2 separate regions of the Zea mays genome follow, and region 1 is linked to region 2. A link is a contact called in public Hi-C data. All regions are on one chromosome and are shown on one strand. Each heading gives the region's core, a stretch centred on a gene start, on an enhancer-like site or on the middle of the called end of the contact. The rest is flanking DNA. Distances are from core to core; before and after follow the strand shown. Region 1 holds the start of LOC100217268. Region 2 holds the start of LOC100284035.

Region 1 (5,873 bases), core at 550-3,049, 320 kb before region 2:
TAATCTAAACACCAGCAGTAGTATCTTTAATGATGGGCACATCCAAGGTTAGCTATCCACATTGAGTTTTGTGCTTCGTATCATGCAGTGTCAGGTTCGTCATCCATTACCAGATTTCAGACAACGATGTTCAATATGCATTGACATGTGTCGAGGTACGCAAAAAGTTTACATGCACTGATCTGCCATGACTTGGTGCATTCCCTTCCTTTTGTTGTGTGCCTTGCAATATGAGAAATAAAATAATATATATGGTAGTAACACTTTAAAGCAGACACAATAATCAAAAGTCATGGCTACAATGAATGGATCAGAAAGTGTATTTGCAACGTGCAAGGGTGACAAAAATATGAGCACTCTAATGCACCACCCTTTTGGTAACTGGAATGATACAGTGAGGTACGTTATCTAAATGCCACACTTTAGGTAATACAAGTTAAACAACTAAAAATCTTGAAGTTTATATCTATTTATTTTTTATTGATGCATAATGTATTCTCCAATTAGGCAACGATATAGACACTTAGACTCTTTGATGTACCGTGTTGCGCACACTGCATCTCATCGATTCTTTTCTCATTTGCGTTGCTACAGTCGCTATTTCGCAAGATCGTCGTGGCCCTATCGGGAACGGAGATGCTCTTAGCGAAGCTGGAGGACCGACCAATCCAACTAGCAGCAGCAGGCGGGGAGTGGATGCGCCTGCTAGAAGAGTGCTAGCTCCGCGCATACGCTCGCTCGACAAACGTGTGTTGTTAACTATTGTATATAGTGTTATAATTACTGTCCTTTATTCCTGATGTTTGTTTTGTAGTTGAAACTCACATTGTTTTTTCATTTCCATCTTGATTTTGTATGCCGTGATCACGAAAGACCAAATGTTTTCTTGCGGTTTCTAAAAATATAGCTCTCTATTGTTGTGATTGTGTGCCGTCGCATCGCACGGGCAATGACCTAGTATGCCAATAATTTGTTCATTACTACTTTTTTACATGGTCACTCCTATTTGCCATCGGCGCACAACCATTGTCGAAAGCTGCAAATTAATTCTATCGAAACTAGGTATGCTTTTCTCAGTATACTACACAAAGTAATTCTATTCATATTATGTACTGGTTTCCATAAATATATTAATGCCTACATATTGCTTATATAGATCTGCAATATCAGGTTGCTTACTGTCTATATACATAGATCGTTGTTTTAACATATTGCTAAAAGACTCGCGTACTAGTAACAAAATAAAAACCATGACTTGTTTACGCAACTAAAGAAGAGGAATCTAGAATATGTACTTTTTTTTGCAAAATAAAAAAATAAATTGCTACGAGGATATATTATTTTGTGTATAATAAGGGAATTTGTTGGGTGAGTGAGATGGTAACGAGATAGGGGAATGTTCTAGCGGCGGCGAGGCGGTTGATATTTTGGAGGCCGGCTGGAGAGAGACGCGGTTGGCATTCCTCTTCCCTTCACTTCTCTTTTCTCGATAGAAGACGCGACAGCAGTGGTGTCAAAGGTAGGCCGCGAAGAAGAGAAGAGAATGGATGTCAAGGAAGGAGCTGCGGCGTAGCCGTGCGGCAGCAGCGGGGATCACAAATTTGCAAGCTGGTCGCTGCGGTCGTCTCGCGGGCCGTGGGCCGTGGGGTAGAGAACTAGAGATAGGCTGGATCAGAAGGCGTGCACGGGGCCAGGCCGTAAATAATACCCTACACCTACAATTGGGCCAGGCCACATAAGCGTGCCCGGGGCACCGCCCATTGACACATCATTGAGCGCAACGCGGTCGTGATTGCGAGTGAATCCGTGGTGTCCAACTCCCAAGCCCCTACCGGCAACCCTAGCGAGGCGATGGGGAAGGCGGAGGCGAGGTCAAGGGGGCGCGGCGGCGGCGGCGGCGGCGGAGGCGCCAGCGGCAATCCGGGGTATCAACTCCTGGCTTCCACCCCCACCCCCCCTCTCTTGGCTTATTTACGTTCTCGATCTCGATTAAGCGGTCTTATTGCTTGGCCTTCGGTTTTGGGATTTTCAGGAAGATCTTCGTCGGAGGGCTCCCGCGGGACACCACGGATGGTACGTCGATCGGTTCCTTCGTTTTGTGCTTCGTAGCGTTCGATGCTTGTGCTGATTCCCGCGGATTGGAAGATGAGATCGCGATTCCGTTTATACAACTTAAGTTTCTCTCTCTCTCTCTCTCTCTCTGGTCGGGGCGTTGGTCGGGGTGGGGCGTGGTGGACGGTATGTTATTCACTTTTGTTTTTCACTGCACTTCTATGGCTGTACTGTGCCTCGTCATATTTTGTTAGTTGCATGAAAATTTACAGTGGTGGTTTGTGCTCAGTATGGATTCTGGTCTGTGCTGTGGCCTGTAACTAATGCGAGCTGAGCTGTATGCAATGCACCGGCACAATGATTTTTTATGCTTCTGTTATGTGACAACTAATCTGTTTTAGTTGCTACAGGCACTTTTAGTATATATGCAGCTATATGCCTGATTAAGATCTTCATGTGCCCGTAGTATGTTCCATTGCCAATAATTGTAATGAGTAACGCCCAACTACGCAGATCAGTAACCTCCGACAAAAACACATGTTAATTGGTAGGAAGATAAGTTTTTTTTACCTAATCTTTGCCAATAAATCTGCTCACTAGTGTTGCAACTAGCGACATGCCAGTTTTAGTTTTTACATAATTAGGCAACTGAAACATGGGGAGTACTCGTAGTTTATAGAGCAGGGCATGATGCAGCACTGTGGAAGTTAGTGTTTTGGCATTTGTGCCATTTTCCTTTTTTTTTTCTATATTTCATTTGTTCATCAATCAGATGTGTGGAGCTACTGGTGAAATGCAGGATTAATAGATTCTCATATTGTCTCTGTTTTCGTTCTACTGATTTCGTGCTGCTGTTTCCTTCTACAGCTACATTTGTGAGGCATTTTGGACAGTATGGAGAAATAGTTGATTCGGTGATAATGAAGGATAGGCACACATCTCAGCCACGGGGTTTTGGCTTCATTACATACTCTGACCCTGCTGTTGTTGATAAAGTGATAGAGGACAATCATGTTATCAATGGAAAGCAAGTAAGTTTTGTTTCTCAGCAAGTCGGTATCGTCACTTAGGAGTTAAATTGCTCTATTTGTTAATTCTTCGCGTTAGTTCTTAAAGATGTTTTGTTGATACCTGCAAGTTAGGTTTTCAGTGTGAACATAACAAAGTCTGGATACAACACCAATTGTTGTATCATGTTGATGCTTTGTTAAAATTAATGTGGATAGGCTTTCGATTTATATGTCCATTAGCGCTTATCACTTCTATATGAATTGTTAGATTTTTGGTTAGCAAGTTACGAATGCATTTTAAAAAAAAACATTTGTGTTGCTTTGGTGACTATATGTTTATCTGTTGTTTGCTTTGTTAGTTCAAGCAATTGGCATGTTTATTGTCTTGCTGTGCTGGATTTACAAACTACCAATGGTGTTTCTCATTCAATTTAGGATCAGGTTTACTACTCTGTTAAGTTGCTCATGTTATTTAATGTAGATATTGCATATGTGATTTCAGAATCATTATTTATCCATCTGAAGTTTCATTTGTGTCATACCTAATGCATCACCTATTTTCACAGCTGACAGTTACTTAGTAGTACTTCCCTATTGCTTTACTCCGCAGGTTGAAATTAAGAGAACCATACCAAAAGGTTCGGTGCAATCTAGCTCTAAGGATTTCAAGACTAAAAAGATATTTGTTGGTGGGCTTCCGTCAACACTAACAGAAGGTAATATCAGTATGACATATGATGGATCAGCTTTGTGTTACATCAATTTTGCCCTGATGATTGTTCTGTTTGTTAACCTTGATCAGACGAATTCAAGAGTTTCTTTGCAAGATATGGGACTGTGGTGGACCACCAGATTATGTTTGATCATGAAACCAAACGTTCCCGAGGCTTTGGATTTATAGTTTTTGCTTCTGAGCAAGTTGTAGATGATTTGTTAGCAAATGGAAATATGGTTGACCTTGCTGGTTCAAAGGTGAGTCTGAAGTTCATTATAGAAATGACACCAATGGTTGTCTCCTCCATTGTGGATCTATGGTGTAAAATATGTAAAGTAGTGTTTTGCATTCTTCTATTCCAAGTCATCTGTTGTGCTAATTTCATGGAGCATCATGCTTAATTAATAGGAAGGCCCCATAGGTTATTTGACAGGGCTTAGGTCATTTGCTTTGTTTGTTGTAGGTGGAGATCAAGAAAGCAGAACCAAAGAAATCCTCCAATGCACCGCCACCACCAGTGCATGTTAGAAATGCTAGGTCAGCATATGATAGCGGCTCTAGAGACCACCCTTCAGCTGACAACTATGGTGGAATGGCCAGTGCTTATGGAAACTACAGGGGTGGTGGATTTGGTCCTTATAGGAGCGATACAGGATTTGGTGCTAGGCTCAGCAGCTATGGTGGGGTAGGTGATTTTGGTGGTGCATATGGTCGTTACTATGCAGGATTAGGAGGGGGATATGGAGCCGCGTCTTCGTTTGGTTATCCTGGTCGCTTTGGGTTATATGGAGGAGGTTTTGGTGGATCTTATGCTGGTGCTGACTTAAGTGGCTATAGACGCGGTGGAGGTGATGAGAGCTTCGGTGCCCCTGGTGGTAATCCTGGGTTTGGTGGTGATGCTGAAGAGAGCTTTGGTGGCCCTAGTAGTTCTGGCTTTAGTGGCACCGCCTATGGTGGGGCATATGATCCTACGCTAGGTGGTTATGGATCTGCTAGCACACCTGACATGAATAGGGGAAGCTTCACTGGAGGATATGGACGATATCACCCATATGGATAACAAGAAGAGCCCTTGAAGGCTTAACACTTGCATGCACGTTTGCTGCCCGTCATTGGAGAACACCCACCATTTCTGGACAATATCCAGCTGCCTGAAGCTTCAAGAACAACTTAATGTCATGTGTACATGTTTTCTCGTTCCCGTGAGCTTTAACTTATATATCCTATAGCATGTAGTGTGATCCAGAGTAGACGTTGTATCGAAGGTTATTGTGTTTGGCATAATATAGAATTCTGGTATACTTTGTAGTAGTTTTTAAGCTTCTATGTAAGCATACTCCATCTGGGAGCAGATTAGCTGTGTGAACGCTAGGAGGGCCGGTCTCTACCACTTAGCATTGTACCTGATCAAGTTATTCACTCTTTTGGTTTACCCATTGAGAGCATTGTCCGTGATGTCCTCCTTGGTTCACCTAGTATTAGCTGCCCTTAGCTGGGGTTGAGTAGATTATGAGATAATGGCATTTGTGCTCTAGCTTAAGTTTATCTTCATTAGCTGGTCTGTTTGGTTTTAAGATAGCTAGAGTTTAGCAGATAATCATTATCTAGGTGAAACTAAACCAAAGAGCACCTTAGCTTCATCTGTGATCACTAGCAATTGATGCCTGAACCGCGCTGATGATTCTCGTATTTACTCATAACTGCTATCTTTTTTCTATGACTTTTGCGAGGTTTGGGCAGAAGTTGCTCCACCAAGTTTAGCCATTGTTTTTGTCTATGTTGAGAAACCCTAGTAGGTTATGTGGACAAATACCAGATTTATCCCTGAAGGGTCTCGCTTGTCTATATAAAGAACATGTACACCTTATAAGAAAAACATAAAGAGGCCAGAGGCCCAATCTACATCTATGTCTCTCATGTGTTCCTTTGTGTGTGTGGTTTATTGGGAAGTAAATGGACTTCTACAACTCTTTGCGTCTCTACTGCTGACGGGAGGGAATGTAGTGGATCAGATCTATCAATCTGTAGTAACGTAGTTTTAAACACGTTCTACCTCAACACTTTATCTCGACGTTGCTGCAGAATTAGATCTGCAT
Region 2 (5,904 bases), core at 16-2,515:
GTAGGCGGCTGCGCCACCAAACCCTAGACCCTAATCTCCATGGTAGAGGCGAACGCAGAGCGAGACAAAAGAAGACGCGTACCAGAGAGATGGGGAGGCCGAGGTCCAGTTCCCACCGACGCCGCAGTCGGTGCCGCCCTTGCTCGCGTCGTAGAGGAGAGAAGTGGTGGAGTTAGGACGTGGCTGTGGACCTCTCACCACCACCAACCCGAGTGGCCGAGAGCGAGCCGCGTCGAGATCATGGTGGCGGCCCAACGACCGTGTCCGGCGCGATCTGGTGAAGCCGAGCAGGTTGGGGAAGAAGCGAGACGAGAGGGACGGAGAGAGAGGGAGGGGGAGAGGGCGGCGGCGTCGGTTCCAGAGAGGGAGAGGTTGCTCGTGGCGTCGGTTCCAGAGAGGGAGGACACACGCGGGCGGATGGATTGCGAGCGGCTAGCGCGGGCGACTACCGTGACACGGACGGTCGAGATCGATTAACGACAACACGGACGGTCGAGATCGATTAACGGCAGAACGGCAGAACGAGGGAGGCAGACTACTATTGCTTACTTAATAAGTAGTACAGATATTCAGGCAATGATATGACGAAAATACAGCATGTATGCATGATCATGGCAGGATTGCCGGCCGGAACAACCTGAAAGAGTGAGCTGGGTGAAGGGACCCAATATATAGTGGCCATGCATGACAGCCAAAGCCAACTCCATTTCCATGTCGCCGGCACAGCTTACACTGGATCCAATCCTCAGCAGCAGGACCCGGCCGGACAGAAATCATGGATGGAACACCCAATTTACATGGACCATGCATGTCGTATGCACAAAAAAAGGGACTAAAGTCTAAAGAGAGGGTGTTTGTTCGAAAAAAATAAAAGAAGGAAATCTTATATTTCATTGCAATATAGTAGATTAATAGTAGTAGTAGTAATATTGATAATGGTATGATCTTACACTCCATATTTAGCAACAAGCAATTAAGCATTGGCATAGTACAAAGCCCAAATCTCTGGACATTTATAGCCCCGGATCAAAGAAAGGCAATGCAGGAATTACATGTATTGATCTTTTAGGAAGAATACTTGTAAAAAGTAGGACCTCACGTGCTTTCCTTTGTGTGGTCACGTGACAGCCTTCCTCTCCCGGCGAGGCAACTCCGCGGCTCCGCCCCCTAATTCCGCGCCAATCTTTAACCCCCTCTCCCCTTCCCCTCCGATAAACCCCGGAGGAGACTCGACTATTTCTACTCAGATCCCTGAAGAACACAACAATTCCATGCACGTCCTTCCGTGGTGCAGCTCCGAGCTGGAAACTTTCCAATTGGGCCTCTAAAACAATCTGCTGCCCGTGAAGTTGAAGCCCCCGGACCTCTCTCTCTCTCTCTCTCCCTCCCTTCCATCCAGGCTGCCACGCCGCCTCCACCTTACCGGCCGGCCGGAGATAAGAAGACCCTGATGCGGCTGCGGCCGCAGCGGCCGGAGGCCTGAGGTTGCTTGGTTGGATATGGGTGGAGTGACTTCGTCCGTGGCCTCTAAGATGGCCTTCTTCCCTCCCGACCCGCCGTCTTACGGCGTGGTGGACGAGGAGGACGAGGACGCGGCGTGCAACAAGGTGGCAACAACGAGGAGGGTGGCGATGACGGGCGTGCGGTGGAGCGTGGGCGTGGAGGCGAGGCGGGTGCGCACGCGGCGGGGCTCCGACATCATCGCCGTCTACGTGCGGCACCCCGGGGCTAGCCTCACCCTCCTCTTCTCCCACGGCAACGCCGCCGACCTCGGCAAGATGTACGGCATCTTCGTCGAGCTCAGCGAACGACTCCACGTCAACCTCATGGGGTGAGTGATGATGAAGCTCTGTCAGTGTGGTTGACTGCTTTCTCCGGCGATGCTTTTGACTTGGTTGGACGGAACCAAGATAGATTACTGCTTTATTTTTAGTTATTTCTGGAATGGAATGGATGATGATCTTGTGAAAAGAAACGAATTTTTTTTCCCGGGGAACAAATGGTCTTCTGAAAACTTATTATTGGGTTTTCTGCCTGAGTGATGAATTGAACATGATGAACGTAGTGATCATACATGTCCTTCTACTGTTATTGAGCTGGGCAATCATGTGCTGCTACTTCGATTCGCATCCATTGCTTTGATTAGCTTATAGTATATTTGATTTGAATGGGTAGTAGGGTTCGATTTCTTATTAAAGATTTATCATGCGCAATTGATACTCCTGATTCTTTTGCACTTGATACCCCTTATTTTTTAGGAACATCAGATTTTTGTCTGATTGATGAGAGAGGGGTGCGGCATGCTATTTGGCTAAGATTTTGTTTGCCATATATATATATATATATATATATATATATATATATATATATATATATATATATATATATATATATATATATATATATATTAGGTTGGTGCAACTGATGTAAATTTTGTTGGTGCTGTTACTGCTGCAGAAAATTCCATATTTTTTTTCTTACAATCATTTTACAATCGATTTAATGCCAATCTGACAATCCTCCACTTGTAAAAATATCGTGTTTGATTTTTCTTTCTTTTTTTTGTCTTTTGTCTCCGTTTGAGGTGGAGATGTTATGGCCACTTTTTTTTTGGGTAGGATAGAGTAGCTCTATTTTTCTGCAGTCATCTGTTTGGTTTGGCCGATGAGCGATGCAAAAGTTAGCCCATCTTTTTCTTGAAAGTGCCATGCATGTTCAAAGGTACTCAATACGGTTTTGTGGTTATTTAATTTTTACTAGGCACTGCAGATAGACAGCTAATCATTGGACAACAGTCAGAGAGTAGAGCACTAAGGTTTGCTTGATTAGCCTACACGATCTGCACTGTTCGTTGGAGCTGTAAAATTTCAATTTTCTCAATCATGTGAACAGCATTTTGACCTTTCATTGGAACTGTTTTTCCCTGCTGGAGCAGTAGCATGTTTTAAAATCTAATTGCTGTTTGGCTTAACTATTTGGCTACACAACGACACCACAAGTTCTTTTTACTGTCTTGAATTAATAAGTACAATTGAGTACCACACTACCTGTGGAGTGGGCAAGAGGGATTTTCAGAGAAGAGGGTGGGGTTAGATGCAGGAGCGTGAAGAAAAGGAGGGAGCAATGAGACAAAAGACAAAGAGAGTGGTCCAGGGGTTTGTTTGCCCATCAAAGTGAGTGACGTGTAGGAGCTGTCGACAGAACTGTGTCTCTAGATTGATTAAAAAGATATATAGTCTCTACACGACATTTTAATAAGATGGTTAAAAATAGTTAATGAAACACAATATTATTTTGGAGGGGCAAGTAGCTCCAACTTTAGAATACCAAAGTCCAAGACAGCTGATGTGCATCCTGTATCAACTATTAACATTGTTCTGTTGTAGTATGATCATAAATTTTGTTCTATTTCATTTCGATCGCTCACATCTTATTGTAGACTCTTGTATGTACATGTAGAACAAACATTTATATTTTCTTTGCTACACTCCTAATTTTCTTTAGATGCATAATAAAAATATGTAATGACATACGTTTTGGAGCGGAGTGAGTATGTTTTACTAGTGTATTACTATTAATGTGAATATTTTTTTTTTGGATATGGACATTTTTATTGACATGAAAAGATGTTGTCAGGCTATCTGTTTTTTTAGTTCTTGTTGAGCCATGTAAATAGCTCTAGCAAATTCGCTGTCATCTATTCTTGATGATTGAAGTCGCCTGCCTTAGAATAACTCCATCATTCTTCCGCAGGTATGATTACTCTGGTTATGGGCAGTCATCAGGCAAGGTATTTATATGTCCCTTTCTGAAACTAATGCTCTTACCATGTCACCTTCAGTCGAGGGGTGCCTCACAACATTATTCTAAGCCTTTCTTGCTGTTCTGTTAAAAAAAACCCTTTCTTGTCCCGTTTCAAAAAAAAGCCTTTCTTGTTGTGAAAGAGGGCCTTGAAACTGATTTATGCTCCAGTGAGTTTGATTCAGGGGATTTTCTTGGGTGTAAATCAGTTCATTTTTTAGTAGCTGGCCCTTTTTAGGAATGATAGTGCTGAGTGCTGACACAACCTTTCTGTAAAATCCATCTTCAGCCAAGTGAAGCTAATACCTTTGCTGACATAGAGGCTGCATACAAGTGCCTCGTGGACGTCTATGGAACTAGGGAAGAAGACATTGTTCTGTATGGCCAGTCTGTTGGCAGCGGACCAACCCTTGATCTAGCTGTTCGTTTCGATGGCGTAAGAGCTGTGGTTCTGCACAGTCCGATACTGTCTGGATTGCGTGTCATGTATTCTGTGAAGAAAACGTACTGGTTTGACATATACAAGGTTTGCCTCTCTGACCGAAGTGTCAGCGTAAGTAATTAGCATCATCTCATATATGCTAACACTTGTTTGACTTGCAGAACATCGACAAAATCCCGCATGTTAAATGCCCGGTTTTGGTAATCCATGTAAGCTCTTCATACAGGATTATTCTTCTAATACTGGATTTAGATCATCAATAAACTGGACTGGAGCATTGTTTTCAGGGCACCAAAGATGACGTGGTGGACTGCTCCCATGGCAAGCGGCTCTACGAGCTGTGCCAGCACAAGTACGAACCCCTGTGGATCGAGGGAGGTGACCATGGCAACCTGGAGAAATTCCCAGTGTTCATTCGACATCTGAAGAAGTTCTTACTGTCCATAAAGAAGCTGCCATCTGAAAAAGACGCCGCGGCCGAGCACGAGCCACGGGCAGCTGAGAACAGAACGCAGCATGGCGGCGAAGCCATCTCCGAGGCTCCTCCTCGCATGATCTCGCGGAGGCTAGAGTCATCGAAGAAGAGCACGATCCATGAAGCAAAGCCTAGGCCGAGCAGCGAGCACACGGATAAGCGCAGGCGAAGCACGGGCCACAGGGAGAAGGCGAGGTCCAGCACAGACAGGAGAGAGAGATCGAGGAGAAGCGTCGACTGCTTCGACAGCATCCTCGAACACGAGCAGCCGGAAAAGCCAAGGAAAAGCTTCGACAGGTTTGTTCTGCACACCAGTTTCTGAGATGATGAAAAATCCAGCCCCGTCAATGATTCTTTTTCTCCTCTTTCATCAAGTTTAATTAAAATGTCGGAAATGTGATACAGATTTTGTTATTTCTTCTCATCATTCTTGTGCAGGATCGGAGAGAAGATTAGAGCAATGGGTTTGTGCAATGTCGACTGCTTCAAAGAGCCTCCTGATAGCACTGAGCTTTCCAGAGGTAGTTGAGTGGAAAAGGAATTCTGGTTGCTGTCAGAGTCAGTATTTTTCTTTTCCCTTGCTGCTTTAGATACAAAGAAAACTACAGCTGCGTGATGGCAATGTTAATCATAAGATGTTCACGAACAGAGCAAAGAGAAATATATGTCAGCTTCTGATTCTGTTACACATGTATATGTTATGTTGCTTGTAAACACACGTACACAGCGTTGTGGTCTGTCCGGACAGGGACTGCTGAACCTGTTATCAGCAAGAAAAATACTCCCTCCTTTCTAAAAAAACGTAACATTCGTCGAAATGTTAAATCTTATTAATGTTTATACATATAAATTTAGTAGCTAGTTGACCATGCTTTACTACGGTTGTTATATATTATATAAACAAGTATTGAAATATGTATTCAAATACATTATTGTTTATTTCTAAATAATAAGGTATGTGTGGTATCCTGATTAGTCCCAAGTTTCTGGATCAGGAAGGGTGTGGGTTTGAGTGCTCTGCACTATTTTTTACGCGGTGTGGTAGATACGGGCGGGGTCTGATGCTGCGCAGGCAGTGCACAGGCAGGAATCTAATTATATTAAATACGACAACGACTAATATGCAAGCAGCCATTAGGTACAATCGTGCAAGCAGGTCTCTTGGTCCGTTAGATCTAGATATTAG

The links. A called contact is a pair of places that touch in the nucleus more often than the background predicts.
Region 1: a Hi-C map of bundle sheath shows a contact between it and region 2, with 2.9 times the contacts expected there. The contact joins the promoter of LOC100217268 here to the promoter of LOC100284035 in region 2. A contact is called at or near these places in 2 of 25 Hi-C or Micro-C datasets (bundle sheath and ear).

The regions. Positions count from the first base shown.
Region 1 is chr4:203,807,809-203,813,681 of Zm-B73-REFERENCE-NAM-5.0, reverse strand. It overlaps LOC100217268, which reads left to right and starts at 1,799. Exons shown (of 6, transcript NM_001143620.1): 1 at 1,799-1,925; 2 at 2,033-2,073; 3 at 2,920-3,083; 4 at 3,673-3,778; 5 at 3,865-4,034; 6 at 4,241-5,231. The coding sequence starts at 1,852. The coding sequence ends at 4,837.
Region 2 is chr4:203,489,547-203,495,450 of Zm-B73-REFERENCE-NAM-5.0, reverse strand. It overlaps LOC100284035, which reads left to right and starts at 1,265. Exons shown (of 6, transcript NM_001156933.2): 1 at 1,265-1,831; 2 at 3,754-3,790; 3 at 4,091-4,327; 4 at 4,405-4,452; 5 at 4,531-5,015; 6 at 5,157-5,454. The coding sequence starts at 1,500. The coding sequence ends at 5,247.